Linked DNA regions of Sus scrofa: region 2 is linked to region 1. A link is a contact called in public Hi-C data. All regions are on one chromosome and are shown on one strand. Each heading gives the region's core, a stretch centred on a gene start, on an enhancer-like site or on the middle of the called end of the contact. The rest is flanking DNA. Distances are from core to core; before and after follow the strand shown. Region 1 holds the start of IL1RAP (interleukin-1 receptor accessory protein). Region 2 overlaps IL1RAP (interleukin-1 receptor accessory protein).

Region 1 (7,650 bases), core at 1,458-3,957:
TCAATAAATTGAGATCAACTAAGAAGAGAGATAATTTCATGAGTACCTACTCACTCCCTGGACTTTACATCCATCCATTTAATTTAATTCTCACATGAAACCTTGGTGCAGGCATTTTTTTTCACTTTAGAATTGGATGAAACAGAAGCTCTAAATGGTGAAATAAATGCTTAGTATCACCCAGCCACATAGGAATTAGAGCTGGAGTTTGAACTTGACCACAAAACCAGTTTTTTCACACTTTATCATATTATTATATTATCGTTCCACTATTAATATGTCCACCATGTCCTTCTTTCAAGGCTATTGCAAGTAGTAAGGAAGATAATATATATGGACTACACTGGAAATTTAAAAGTTTTATACCTATGTATACACATATATGGGTTTGGTAATAAATAATCTCAATAAGGAGGAAAGGTATAGCTGAGTATCCTTTCTTTAAAGAATCAGAACAAAAAGGAATTAGCTTTCAATCTCCCATCCCCTTGTTCTGACCTTATTTTGAACATTTTCTTTTTCCCCGCAAGTCTCCAGTCTCTCCAGGCACGCGTTCAGATGTATCCTGGCCAGCTCATCACAATGCATGCACACGGAACAGGCTGATGGAAGCAGGTGATCCCACCCTCTGCAAAGCTTGGTGGCGGAGGTCCCTTAGAGAGTACCACCGAACCCTTTCCTTCCTCAAGATGTATCACACCCCTGCCCTGCATACATCAATAACACAGGCATATGTGATGGACTATGAAGCAGGCAGACAACTATAAATACTGGATGCTCAGTTCAGAGACTTACAGAATAACTAGGAGATAACAATAAGTAATTGTATGAAGTCAATCAGGAATAAAATCAATTGCTATGAGTCAGGTGGGAGTCATATAAGGAATACTACTTCATTTTAAAATACCAATAATACCAAGAATAAAGGAGGATGACTGTGGGCACATGTGGATGTTTGTGTTTCAATAAGGTAATTTTGTGTTCAGAAGGGACTGAATTTAGCAGCATCACTTATAATCCAAAAGAAATACATGGGAATCTTGTTGTTTTCCTATGCTAGATGAAAACTATAAAGCTGCTTCTCTGACCTGAGACAGCAGGGAATAAAAGGTTTAGAATAGTCTGTAACATCGATGGAACTTCCAACTTTTTCTCTTGTCTCCCTACCTCTCATCAAATTCAAGACCCTCTTTGCCAATAAAGGATGCCTGAGATCAAAGTTTCATAGACCTGAGGCTTGGCCTAAAAACTAGCAGGGAATTGGCATTACTGAGAAACATTTTACATTCCAAGTCAAGCATCCAGGATCAAAGTCATATGTAGAGGGCATTCAGAAAACACTATAAAAGAGCCATCCCAAAGAAGAAAACACCATGACATTCAGGTTAATAGAAAAAGAAAGAAAAAAAGGAAAAAGAAAAGTCACTCTACCTGAAAAATCAGCTTTCTAAAAACCTACTGTCTCCAGGGTTACTATGTAACAATATTTACAAGTGCTACCATCAATGTCCAGCTGACCAGGTGCCAGGCCAGCCACTGTGCTAGCCATGTTATTTGAATGATCCTATTTCATCCTCCCAAGTGCCCCAAGGACTCGATGTGACCCTTATAATCTCCATTTTAGGGCTGGGAAAACAAAACAAAACAAGATAAAACTGAGTATCAGAAAGATTGGATAAGGATAACTTGCTCAAGTTCACATAGCTAAAACACAGCAGAGCTGGAGTCAAAGTCAGGAAAATCCTCCTTCTCAGCTGGTAGCTAACCTGAGATCAGTGGAGCAGAGCTCTATTTCACAATTTCACAACCAGGGGGTGGAGGCAAGACAGGCTAGGGACAGGCTCTTAAAGGAAACGGCAGAAGTTTGTGATTTTTCTCTTTAACTAGGCTTCCATGTTCCCTCCCAGGAATTAGAAGTGAGAGGGGCTCTAGCTCCGTGAGGTCAGCTATTCCTACAAGAAAAGCATCTACCTCCCACAGGACCACCTGCCCTGCTTCCTCCAGGGCTGGAGAGAGCACTGTACCAAAAGAGGTGACGGGCGCCCGGGCGTCCCTCACCTCTCCACGGTAACGACTCCTCCAGGGGTCTGATGAACACCCTTAGCGGGCCTCAGAAAACAGGTCAAGGGAAGCAGCAAAGCTGCAAACAGCCTTTACCCAGGCTATCACTGGTCTAGGCTGGAAGCGACATGATACCGAGTGGGCACGCTGGGGCACACTGCCCCCTTCAATCCTCGCCATTCATAGCAGCACTCTGGAGAAACCAAGGCGTGGGTACACCAGGATAAATCCCTTAAAGAGCTGGGAGAGGGGTGCTGCGACGCTCAGCCGTCCCGCAACTGCGTTCCTTCAATGCCTACAAAGCAAAGATGGGGCTCCGGACAGAGGGTTCAAGTCTTGGTCACAGCAGTAACTAGCTGTGAGACCAGTCCCAGCCGCTGCCTCGCTCTGTGCCTCAGTTTGCCCTTCTAGGAAATAGGGTTGTAGCAGACGATCTGTAAGACTCTTCCCACCCAGAAATTCTGTCCCCCAAGTCTTCGTCGCCGCCAAAGGCTTACCTTACTTGAGAAGCAGAGCAAGCGCGGCGAAGGCGGCGGGTGTGCGTGCAGGATCACCCAGCACCGCCTCTTTCCGTGCGCCTGACCAAAGCAGAGCCCGGGGTACCCCGATCTGGCCAGTCTTCCCGCAATGAGCCTCTTACTTTCCGCCGCACTTTCTTTTTTCCCCCTTTGGGGCTCCTCCCCCGGCGCGGCGCGATTGGCCGCCGCCGCGCTGCTCGGGCTCCACCCGCCGCCTCCGCTGGCCAGCCACCAGCTCTCAGGGCTTCCCAGCTCAGAGGCCGCGGGGCGGCACCGAGGGCAGCCCCGCCCGCGGCGAGGAGGAGCCGTGCCAGGCCGGCTGCCCGCAGACCCCAGGCTGAGCTAGGCCCTTCGGCGTCGGCCACCGACTGAGCCCACTGGACCGCGCGGGGAGCAAGAGCGTGGGTCAAGCAGTTTGGCACGATGCCATGGGCTCTGGGGCGATGCGTCCCTCGCTGCCCCGCCCCGCTCTACAAGGAGCAGCACATTTGCGCACAGCTCATTGCAAGATCCTGGTCTCACAGTTGAGATCGCTGCCACCCTGCCTTTTCTTCCTGGCTCTGTGTATTTTAGCTCTCTAGCTGCACCAAGGCTGTGAGTGAATCAGTCCAGCCGCAGGATTTGCGCCGCCACCGTGTGCCAAGACCAGAGTGCGACAGGAAGAAACAGACAGGATCTAGGTGGTCTGGAGCTCCCGCTCCACCACAAGAGACAGGCATGGGATCAAACATCTGGTCATGACAGCAAGACCGAATCTATATTTTCCACTGGTGTATACCCAGTGTGCCTAGCACAGTGCCTGGCACAAAGTAGGCATTCAGTATTCACTGAGTGAGTGAATGAATGAAATAATCACTATAGAAGCAAACAATCTCAAAAAGAATTACCTCTTTTCATTCACTTCCGTTTCTCCAGATTTCTGCAAGAGCCCTGAGACATCCTCTCCCGCTCTAGATAGTAGTACCTATGGTCATCCTGAGGAGCTCTACGTAATGACTCTCAAGGCCTTTGTTCAAGATCCTTCTGTTAGTAGTCCATCACAATTTCTCCCAGGGTGGCAAGGCCCTTCATCACCTGTCCCATCTACCCACTTGACTCCTCTCTTCACATATGCTTTGCTCACTACCATCTCCATGATTTTTCTTCCGCTCTTAATTATGTAATGGAATCTATTTATTCAAGAAATGGGAGATCCCCCCCCAAAAAAAAAATCAGTCATAGAGAAGGAGAGAAAAAGACATGAAAGAAGGAAGGGTCTTTGTGTACTAACAATGGAACTAGGAGGTGCCATTCTCTGGGCGCCAGCTAAAGGTGGACAGCAGTGCAAAACTCTGATGCTATCCTGCCCTCAGAAGGTTCAACTTCCCAAGGTAAAATAACAGTATAATTGAAGCCGTAGCAATGTTCATGTTATTCCCTTTATTGTTATCACTTACAGAAATTGATCCTGAGAAATTAGCTGTCTCTGAATACCTGGCACACAGTACATGCTCTCAAGATTGTTACTAAACCAAAAAGGAAAGAATCCAAAAATTTAAAAGTTTATGGTATGAAGCAGAAATAAAACAATTATTTGATTATATACATCATTAAATATATTCCAGGGCATTTAATTTTTTTCTTATATAATGTATTCATCAAGCATTTATATAGCCTGTGCTTACAATGCAGCAGACACTTGCATGTTATTTAATTTTCAAATAATCTATAAGGTACTATCATTAGCTCAGTTTATAAATGAGACAGAGAAGAGCTGCATCTTGTCCAAGGCCACAAGCCCACAAGCCCACAAGAAGGGACTCTGAAATGAATACTGAGAAAGGTTTCTTGACCTTAACCACTCCACTAGACAGTCTCATGTGCTTTCTTGAAGTCCTGACTCTGTGCCAGGCAGATATTGGTGATTCAGAAATGAACCAGATGTAGTCTTGGACTTTGAGAAGCTACTCATAGCTTAACGAGGATGACAGGCATATAGACAAGTAATCATAATATTAAATATTGTAATTTGAAGAAACATAAAAGGCTGGAGATGAAAATGATTAGATAAACAATGCCATATATTCATACAATACAGTATTTACTGTCATCATTAACAGATTATGAAAATATGTCTGCAAAGGAAAAGGCTTATAATTAATAAGGTTGTATAAAAGTTATGAAAATATATGGACAGTATTTGAAAGGAATTAGAAAATGTTAATGTACAGAATTATGAGAGTATTTTTCCTTTTTAAATTTGCCTAATGGCAGAACATTATTGTAACAATTAAAAAATGTTTGAAAACTCACATACTGGGTATTCTATGATCAATCATGGCCTAAGTGAATGAATGAAAGAGACTTCAATCTCACTGGTGCCTAACAGTGTTGAGTGCATTAGAGATGCTCAAAAAAATATTTGAAACTGATTGAATATATGGAAAAATATCATTACTCTCTTCTTCCCTCTGCTTCAAAACTTCACTTTGTTCAGATTATTTTTAACCATTTTGTGATAGTTGTTAAGGAGGACTCTGAATTTTGCTTTTCCTTTGAATTCAGTCCAATCAGATTTTTGTCCTGAACACACAGTAGTCAGGTATCTAATGACCTTCACTTTGCCAAGTTCATTGGTCAATTCTTGATCTTCATCTTACTTGACCTATTTAGCAACATCAGACACAGTTTAGTTTCTCCTTCCAACTCCTTTTTGTTTGACTCCTTGTTTTCTGTCAATTTTATCTGCTGCTCCTTTCTGGAGTCTTTCATTCATTCCTTTACCTCTTTGTGATCTCTGAGATTTTGTATGTTCCAGAGCTCAATCCTTGGCTTACTAATATTCCCCTCTAGAGATTCTCATCTCAAACATCTATGTGATAAAAACGTGTAAACTTAAATCCACAGTAGGAACCCTAGACTCTCCTACCCTATTGCCTCCTTCCTGTCAATTTTTAAATTTTTCATACACATATCAAACATCACATGTTCAAAACAAACTCTTTAATATGTTTACCCCTCATCAAACCACCTCCTCTTCTAATCTTCCCAGCTTTGTCAGAAATACTACCTTTCACCCACTTGTGCAGGCTAAAAGTTGATTTCAGCCTTGATCCCGCCCATTCTCTTAGAACCCATGTGCAATCCATCAGCAAATCTTCTGTTTCCTCTATACCTCAAGTCTGACCATTATTTCTCTCCTTACCACAATTGCCAAAGTCTGTATTTTTCCCCCAACTGGTCCCCTGCTTAAACTCTTGCCCCCTAAAGTCATTCCTCAAGCTTGACAATGATCCTCATAAATGGAATTCAGAATAATTATAGGCTAGTGGTTGAGGTCAACTCTTTGGAGCCAGACTGCCTGGGTTCAGCTTCAAATTCTCTAACAAATTAATATAGCAAACTCATGTTAATCAACTTCTTTGTGCCTCAGTTTCATCTGTAAAATACCAATGATAATATCTACACTGTAGGCTTGTAAAATTCAGTGGGTTAATATAAGCAAAACACTTGGAAGAGAGACAGGCATGATTGAAGTGTTATGTAACTACTATTATTTTTTTACTAGTAATAATATGTCACATTCTGCTCTTAAATAGTTAATGATTTGTCATCATGACTAGCAACATTTCTAGACAAGGTCATACATGACTCGATACTGAATTACTTCCTCAAATTTCTCACTATATGTTCCTCACTGTTGCCCAGGCTCACCAGCATGGTCCTGTGCAGTAGTCTTTGCACTTGCTGTTCCCTGTGCCTGGGATGCTCTTCCCTATGGCTTGTTCTATAACTTCACTTACATCCCTGTTCAGCTCTCACCTTCACATCCAAGCCTTTCCTGACAACTGTATCAAATACTACTCTTATTCTCTGTCTTAATTATGTCACATTTTATTTTTTTATTTATGTTTGTTTCACTAGAATGTAGGCTCCAGGACATTTCTGAGTAAATAGGCAGTATTAGCACATAATATTCATTTAATAAACATTTGTTGAACTAGGAATCCAGTTCAAAACTTTCATCATTAAACTGAGACCCAAAGATTTCTTGTCCCCAACTTTGATTTACATTTTTGCCAGGCCTGAATAATTAGAAGAGAAAAAGTGAAATAATAAATAGTGTTTCTTGGCTAGGAGCAGAGTAAAGAAAGTACAGTACAGAGACATTTTACTTCAAGCTTTTGGAAGGAAGGTGAAGAGCAAGACTGAGCCAGAAGGAAAAATGTGAAAAGGGAAAAAAGTAATTATGACACCTTCTATATCCTTTTACATTCCTAACTTTTATATTCTGAAATCCTTTGCTTCCATCTCTCCACAACCAGCATAGGTGCTGTCTCACTGTCCACAACCCCCTTATAGGACTCAATCATGCCTTTCCTCACTCGCCTGAGGGCCCTGTGTTTCCAAGTCATTTCTCCCTCTTTGCCCATATTTTTTCTGTCACCTCAGTTTAGTTCACTGGGTATAGGAAAACAATCAGATTGAATAAAGTCATGTTAAGGTGGCAATTCCCCAACTGCTCAGGTCTCTCTTGTCAGAGGTCTATGCTTATGTGCCCAAACAGGTGTCTAACCACTGAAACGCAAGTATTTTGGAAGAGGAAATCTGGCTGTGCAGTGAGGAGCTTCCTTCATTCCTATCCTCAACATAGCAGGTGATGTTAAAGTGCAGCCCTGAGAGAAGAGAGGTGAACAAGGAACTCTGGATCCCATCCAGAATTCCCTTTGCATAGGAAAGTGGAGGTGAACTCCAAGTGTGGGGGTTTCTCCCACATATCGACACAGCTGTACATTAGTTAAAGCAGAGAAAATAGGTTTTAGTCAGTAACTCTTAACAGCAAAAGAGCTGAGCTCCATTCTTATTTGTCCAGAGGCATTTGGGCATTTCAAAGGGAGAATGGAGGAGGGGAGAGGGTAGGGGCTCAGTAGAGTCAGAGAAGTTAAAAATTACAAGGGGTTGGTCAGGGTAAATCCAATCAGGCCAGCTGTAGCTACTGATTGGCAGTTATTATAGTTAGGATTCTGTCCTCCCTCAGAGACTAGGAGACAGAGACTCTATCCTTCCTGATGATTACACTTCAAAGTGGCTC
Region 2 (7,650 bases), core at 2,187-4,686, 120 kb before region 1:
TGCAGGTACAGAGGCAGTAGGGAGAGACTTGCAATTAAAATAGCAGGTAGAGAACAGACTTGTGGTTGTTAAGGGGGAGGAAGTGGGATGGACGGTGAGTTTGGGGTTGATAGATGTAAACTGTTGTATTTATAATGGATAGGCAATGAGGTCCTACTCAATAGCACAGGGAACTATATCTAGTCTTTTGGTATAGACCATAATGGAAGATAATAATGAGAAAAAGAATGTGTGTGTGTGTGTGTGTGTTATATATATATATATATATATATATATATATATATATATATATATATGACTGGGTGTCTATGCTGCACAGCAGAAATTGACACAGCACTGTAAAACAACTATACTCTAATAAAAATAAAATAAAATAAATAGCATGTGCACCCTGGAGAGAATGCAGGATTAAGTAACTGCCTGCTCCAAGCAGTGTTGCTAGAGGTTGACCATGTGTAAGCAGGGAAAAAGAGCCAGAGGCAAAGAGGACCCAAAAGCAGCAGGGTGAATGCAGAAGGTTACAAGGATTAACATTCAAAAGCAAGATGCAAGGATAATTATGTAGAACTTGAATTCTTCAAAGGCTCTCAATCCCTACTGGAGGCTATTTATTACATTGTTGCTATACTATATATGGTCATAGAACTTTTCACACAGGAGTAAATATTTGTTGACTATCTGTATAAATGAATAAATAGATGAATAAATTATTTAGGATTTTACACCTTAAAATGAATTATCCATTAACTAGGTAGCCAAATCATCATTTCCTTGTAAAATTACACTGAAGGAGATTTCCACTGTAGAACAGAAGCAAGGTGGACTTCTGGGTGATGACTGGGGAAATAAAGTGATCCACCTAATTTAAAATGAGAATAATGATGTCTATTCTCTATCTCAATGATCAGGTATAACATTACAAAACACTTTAAGTGATTAATGTAAACGGGATTTTAGAAGAAAATGAATTATTTAGCTGTAAAGCTAAAAAACATCATACGCATTTTAATAGTATAGAGTTTAACCATGGGTTTAGGAGTGCTATTACATATTTATCAAACAGACTCAAATATATCATCGCTTCATGTGTTAACTGTCTGGATCTGAAAATTTAAAGTATACTTTTTTTTAACATTCAGCATCTCAAGCTTTTTTTTTTTTTAACCTATTATAATACAGTGTCCTATGTAAAATTTTAAATTTATCTCAAATATGTAAGCTGATAGAGACCCAAGGAAAGGTGATATTTGAGTAGCACTGGTTTGCTAGAAAACAAAAGCAGAGAAATTAGCAAATGCCAAGGACAAATAATTCTAATTATTATCAATAAGTGATATAAAGGATTCCATACACTCTCTTCTGCAGCTCACTTTTTAGCAAAATTGCGGAAACCTCAGTCTTTAGAAGTGTTTTGTTTAATCTCCGTCATCATAAAAAAATTCTAAGCAAATTAATGCAGATTAGCTAAGCTAAACCTTCTAAAAATTTAAATGTGAGTAAACAAAATGTTTAAAGCTGTGGCACTTAGAGCACAAATGCATTGTGCAGTTACACTTTTCTGATATCGAGTTTTCAAAGCTTACAAGAGAAAATATTTTAATACCATAAACTTCACTTGAATAGTCTACATCTTACAGTGTAGATTTATTCCTGGAGAGTACTATTACATCAAAGAAATGGACCTTGGAATGTTCAAAGATGCCAACATAGGCTGTGTCACAACTCTCAGACATGACCAAAGCTAAACATGGGCTCTGCCTCTCAGGGTAGTATCATTTGTGCTCATTTGAAATACCTACTTCCCCCAGGCAGACTGTCTCGGTCAAAGATGCACAGCTTGTATCCGAATTCATTCTCCAAGACTCCACGGAGGGTGAGTAATACAAATTCTTCTTCTTCAGCATTCCTTGCATAGGATACATAAATATCATATTCCTTCCCATCTAGCAACAGCAAAAAAAAAAAAAAAAAAATCAATATAAATTAGGAAAGTTTCTCAATAGTATTCAATTTTTTCTTAAATCAAACTTTTGAATAGTAGACATTTTCATTTGTTACATTTGCGAATTGGCTGACAGATTTCAATATAATTTCCCACCTGTGACAGGTCTCCAGGCAAAATGACTATTTTAAAGCATAATTGCAAATTTTATCTGATGTGTCTTCTACTTTCATCTCACTGAGTTTAGATTTTGTAGTGGAGAATGAGTGAGATTTGGCTCATTCAACTATGAATTCATAGAATCAGGAAGCAAATAGTCAATCATAGGTGCTGGCAACAATGTTATGCAGAAAATTTCTAATTACTGTCCTAGTATGTCATTTATTAATATATTAGAACTATAAACTGAGAAAAACCTTCAGAAACTGCCCAAAATATTTACACCTGAAAATACCTACAATTTAAAGTATACTTAAATTCAAAGAACCAAATCTCTTCTAACAATAGCTGCCTAATTATAAAAATCATCTCTCATTAAAAAGACAGGTTCCGTGTCTCTTCCACAAACCTACACAATGAAATCTTTATAGGATGGATCTAAGCAAGTGTATTATCAAATATTTCCTTCTTGTCACCAGACACATATGCACTGGAACAGAGCTGCTTAAACTTCAATATGTATGTGAATCTAGGGTTATTGTTAAAATTTAGATTCTGATTTGGCATAGGGGTCAAGCTTTAGATTCTCCTTTTAATAAGCTCTTATGTGATACTTCCGGTACATGGATCACCTCTGAGTACAAAGAGCACATGAAGTCCAGTACAGTAGCCACAAGTAGCTTTTGAGCACTTAAAATGCAGCTGGTTTGAATTGAGATATATGCTCTAAGTGTAAAATATACTACACATTGAATTTTGATGATTTTAGTACCAAAAAAAGACTAAATATCTCTATTAATATTAATGATTAGCTAAAATTGTAGTATTTTGAATATTAAATTGATACATTCTTAAAATTATTCCCATTTTTTTTTTTTTTTAGCTTTCCCTTATGTGACCACTAGAAAAATTTGAAGTTACATTGTGGCTTGCATTGTATTTCTGTTTGAACTGTGCCAATCTAGACTAAATCACATATTAACCCAGGAAAGCAGAATAATATGCATTAGGAAGATTTTCAATAGTATGGGCTGAAACAAAAGTTAGTCTAATTATATCTTCCAATTACTCCAGGTTTTATCAAGCCAACATGTTTCCTGAGATGACAGTAGAAGAGATTTGCATCAAACTTTCCTTACTCACCTAAAATGGTTTCATCTGTTCCAAAATGAGCCCGATAAAAGAGGACCATCTCCAGCCAGTAAACATGGTAAACAACAATGAGAATCACCACCAGCAGGACTGTGGCTCCAAAACCACATGCCAGTTCCACTGTGTATCTGGGAGCTATTATGGGGTGAACAACAAAGAAACATTGATTTGTACATGGTGATCACAGTGACCCATCATCCTGCAAATAGCTGACTAAGCCAAGCAGCTGAGCTATGAACCTGACTTACCTGAGTGAACAAGCAGGGATAGCACGGTAGAGGTTAAGCACTATGTTTTAATACTAGACCCTGGAGCATTTATCTTTTTGTTTCTAGAAACTGGCATAAAAGGTGGTTTTGTTTGGAGTTCCCTTTGTGGCGTAGTAGTTAACAAATCTGACTAGGAACCGTGAGGTTGCGGGTTCGGTCCCTGACCTTGCTCAGTGGGTTAAGGATCCGGCGTTGCCACGAGCTGTGGTGTAGGTCGCAGACGTGGCTTGGATCCCGTGTTGCTGTGGCTCTGGCGTAGGCTGGCAGCTACAGCTCCGATTAGACCCCTAGCCTGGGAACCTCCATATGCTGCAGGAGCGGCCCAAGAAATGGCAAAAGACAAAAAAAAAAAAAAAAAAAAAAAAAAGATGTTTTTTTACTATTAGATAAATTGAATAGACTTTGATGATATACAGATTAAAACAGAATCTTATCACTGGGAAGAATTTAAAAGGTCATCCAATTCAACGTACACACTTATATTTGAATCTTCTCAAAAATATTTTTGAAAAGTGTGACTCTAACCTGTTTGTCCTTTTCTTTTTTGTCTTCTTTTTTTAGGGCCACACCTGTGGCATTTGGAGGTTGCCAGGCGAGGGGTCCAATCAGAGCTACAGCTGCCGGCCTACAACACAGCCAACATGGGATCCAAGCCACATCTACGACCTACACCACAGGTCATGGCAATGCTGGATCCTTAATCCACTGAGAGAATCCAGGGGATCAAACCTGCGTCCTCATGGATACTAGTCAGATTCATTTCTGCTGAGTCACAAAAGGAATTCCCTGTCCTTTTCTTTTCTTTTCATTTGCCATACCCACAGCATACGTAATTTCTCGGCCAGGGATTGAGTCTGAGCCTCAGCTTCAACCTACACTGTAGCTGCAACAGCACCAGATCCTTAACCCACTGTGCCAGGCTGTGGATGGAACCCTCATCTCAGTAGAAACTCATTTCTTACCTGAACCAGCACATGATCGTAGTAGAATTTTAATTGTTGAAGTTGAATTGAACAAAAATCTTAATGTTTTTTTATCAGTCTTAGTTCTATCCTCTTATCTAGTGCCATATGGAAGAAATTTAATTCCTTTTTCTTTATATTTGGCAATAGGCCTAAAGAATCTTGTTATCATTGAGCAGAAAATGAAGGTATCCACCAAATGCTGAGTGTACTTGGCTCTGAAAGGATCTCTCAGGTCCACAGTCCTAAGTTCTAAAGGTAAACTTCTAAGGGCCAACTATGACAGATTTCCACATTATCTGCTTACTTTTACGTGATAAAATAAATTTTAGCTGTGTCTTTGAAATCATCAAAAGTCAAGTGAAGTAATTCTCGAATACCTAAAAGTTAAACATTAACTCATCTCTGTAAACAATATCTGTCACAATCAAACCACTAACCACTTTTCTGTCTCATTTGCTCGACTCCTTTTCTCAAAAACATCATTTAAGATTTTTTTTATGGTATCTACATTTTATAGTAGCTTCTTTTGTGATATGATTGTTCAAATATTTTATTTTATTATTTTATTTTTTCTTTTTAGGGCCACACCTGTGGTGTATGGAAGTTCTGGGGATAGGGGTTGAATTGTAGCTGCAGTTGCCAGCCTATGCAACAGCCATGGCAACTTGGGATCCAAGCCATATCTGCAATCTACACCACAACTTTCTGCAGCACCAGACCCTTAACCCAATGAGGGAGGCCAGGGATCTTATGGTTACTTATCAAGTTCTTAACCCAGTGAGCCACAGTGGGAATGCCAACATTGGTAAGATTTAAATTCATGCTTTTGTTCATGATGTTACTTTTGGCCGTTACAGTTCTTGCTCATTCTTTAGTTTTCAAGATTATGCTCAAATGCCATTATTTTGTATGAGTTTTCCTGGAATAAACATTTCTTGCAATATGATTCCCATCTTGCAAAAATCCCCACTGTTCTTTTTTTGCTGCACTTGAAGCATGTGGAAGTTCCTGGGCTGCAGTTGGGACCTGCACCACAACTGCGGCAATGCCAGATCCTTAACTCGCTGCACCACAAAGTAATTCTCCACTCTTCTTTTTTGCTTATAATTCTAGTAGAGCGCTCTTATTCTATTGTAATTTGGCTATTACCAGATTCTACGCTCTTTCTCAACTCCGCCATTAAACTATACATTTGCAGTTCTCTAGGTAGAGATTATGTCTTCTTCATCCACCCTTTCCAAGAACTCTTAGGATCTGAATGAATATTTCTGGATACAGTACTACACATTTCTGGGATATTTAAAACAAATCTAGTACTATACTACGTATTAGTAACTTCATTTGACTACGTTATTATCTTGTGACAATGAAACTTCAGAGTTTGAAGAAGAAACAAAATATTTACTGGATCTGAAGCAGGGGTGACTTAAATTATGTATTTGTGGATTTGACACTTACTTATTGACATGTAGTATTTGCTTTAAGCTGTCAAGGTTATAGTGGTAGATAAGACAGAAAGGGTCTCAGCTCTTTTAGGGCTAATATTTTGTTGCAGCAAAGTAAATAAGGAAATAATAAATATATAAGCTTGATTTAAAATAATATTTTAAATATTTAAAATATTAGAGAGAGACCAGTGCTATAAAGGAAATAAACCAGTGTAATGTGATAGACGTGCCTGAGGGAAGGGGTTGGAGAAGGAGAAATACATCAGGCAGGGGGGTGAGAAAAGGCCTTTTTGAGCACCTGAACATTATAAGTGTTAAGTGTTGGCCAAGACAGAGCATAGAAGAATTTTCTTCAAAGCTGGGATTGCTATCAAGGATCCCTGACTCCAAAGTTCAGAGGGATTTGCATAACACTACCATGACGTTCAATTACTGATTCTATACTAGTAGAAAAACCTTATTTTAAACAGGTAGCTATCCTAAGGGGAAAATGGTGTGTAGCCTGGGGCAAAGCCTGATGTTCCCTAAGGAAAGGGAAAATCACTGAGCTTTGTGTTCATTCTCCTAAACTCAGGATCCTAGTCCTGCCACAGAGATAGCCTGGGACTCAGCAGTGCCCAATTATCAGGTGCTCTTGTACTCCTCCCATAAACAAATGGTGCTTTAAAAGAAGAAAACTCCCATCATAAAATGCCAGGAGCTGTGTCAGTGCAGTTGATGAGAATTTACTAAGACCAGTTTGAGTAGCTGGCATGAAAATTTCTGTGTCCTTGATATTTCTGAGTACATGTTATGTTAACAACACACTGTGCTAATTTCCACTGTCATCTTCATTATTTGCTCAGTTATTTTGGCTCCTTCTGGGTGGATATTTCAAAATAGGGAAGAAAAAAAAAAGGTTAGTGGATTACCTGAAATGGATTTTTAAAAAATATATTAATAACGGGAGTTCCCATTGTGGCTCAGCGGAAATGAATCTGACTATTACCTATGAGGATGTGAGTTCAGTCCTTGGCCTTGCTCAGTGGGTTAAGGATCTGGAGTTGCTGTAAGCTGTGCTGTAGAGCACAGAGGCAGCTTGGATCTGGTATTGCTGTGGCTGTGGCATATGCCAGCAGCTGTAGCTCTGATTTGACCCCTAGTCTGGGAATTTCCATAGGCTGTAGGTGCAGCATCCCTCACCCCCCCAAAAAATACACATCAATAGTTAATTACCTTGCTTAACGATCAAGAGACAAATTACACCCATAACTTTCCCTCTGCCACATTCATTTCTCTACTGCCTATTTTATTTCTAGTGGGGCTTTTTAATTTTCCTTGTGCCATACAATTACATGTGTCATATTTACAGACTGTATTTTGTTCAACCATCTTGATGATATCAAGAAGTTCCTAATGCTATTTAACTAATTGAACTCTTAAGATAAATAAGCCACAAGTCTGAATTTCTAAATGGTTTGAATCACATTCAAGATGGGCCCTACAAAGCTTTGCTTTGCTGGCGTGTAGGGAAAGGGTGACCTTCAGCCCCTTTTTTCTGTCAGTCCCACCTTGAACTTTTGATCTTTTGGCATTTTTACTCTGATGCAATCTTGGACCAAAGGGTTTCCAATCAGAAAGGAGTGATGATGTAATTTGACCAAATTGCATTTCTAAACTGCTTCTATCTTTGATCTCACTGATAATCTGACTCAGGACTGAGCCAAATTTAGTGC

Evidence for each region. A called contact is a pair of places that touch in the nucleus more often than the background predicts.
Region 2: a Hi-C map of liver shows a contact between it and region 1, with 3 times the contacts expected there. The contact joins the enhancer-like site here to the promoter of IL1RAP in region 1. A contact is called at or near these places in 1 of 5 promoter capture datasets (liver), 4 of 47 Hi-C or Micro-C datasets (liver and skeletal muscle) and 1 of 2 datasets of contacts at active chromatin or transcription factors (alveolar macrophages).

The regions. Positions count from the first base shown.
Region 1 is chr13:127,928,729-127,936,378 of Sscrofa11.1, reverse strand. It overlaps IL1RAP (interleukin-1 receptor accessory protein), which reads right to left and starts at 2,707. Exons shown (of 11, transcript XM_005670066.3): 1 at 2,559-2,707.
Region 2 is chr13:128,053,922-128,061,571 of Sscrofa11.1, reverse strand. It overlaps IL1RAP (interleukin-1 receptor accessory protein), which reads right to left. Exons shown (of 11, transcript XM_005670066.3): 9 at 3,245-3,388; 10 at 1,800-1,943. Among named protein-coding and RNA genes, the nearest start is that of IL1RAP, 120 kb to the right of the region's middle. Within about 2 kb of position 3,436, at least 1 of the 83 cell types and tissues checked has an H3K27ac peak or open chromatin away from gene starts, as enhancers often do. A contact at or near this core is called in liver, where this site is marked.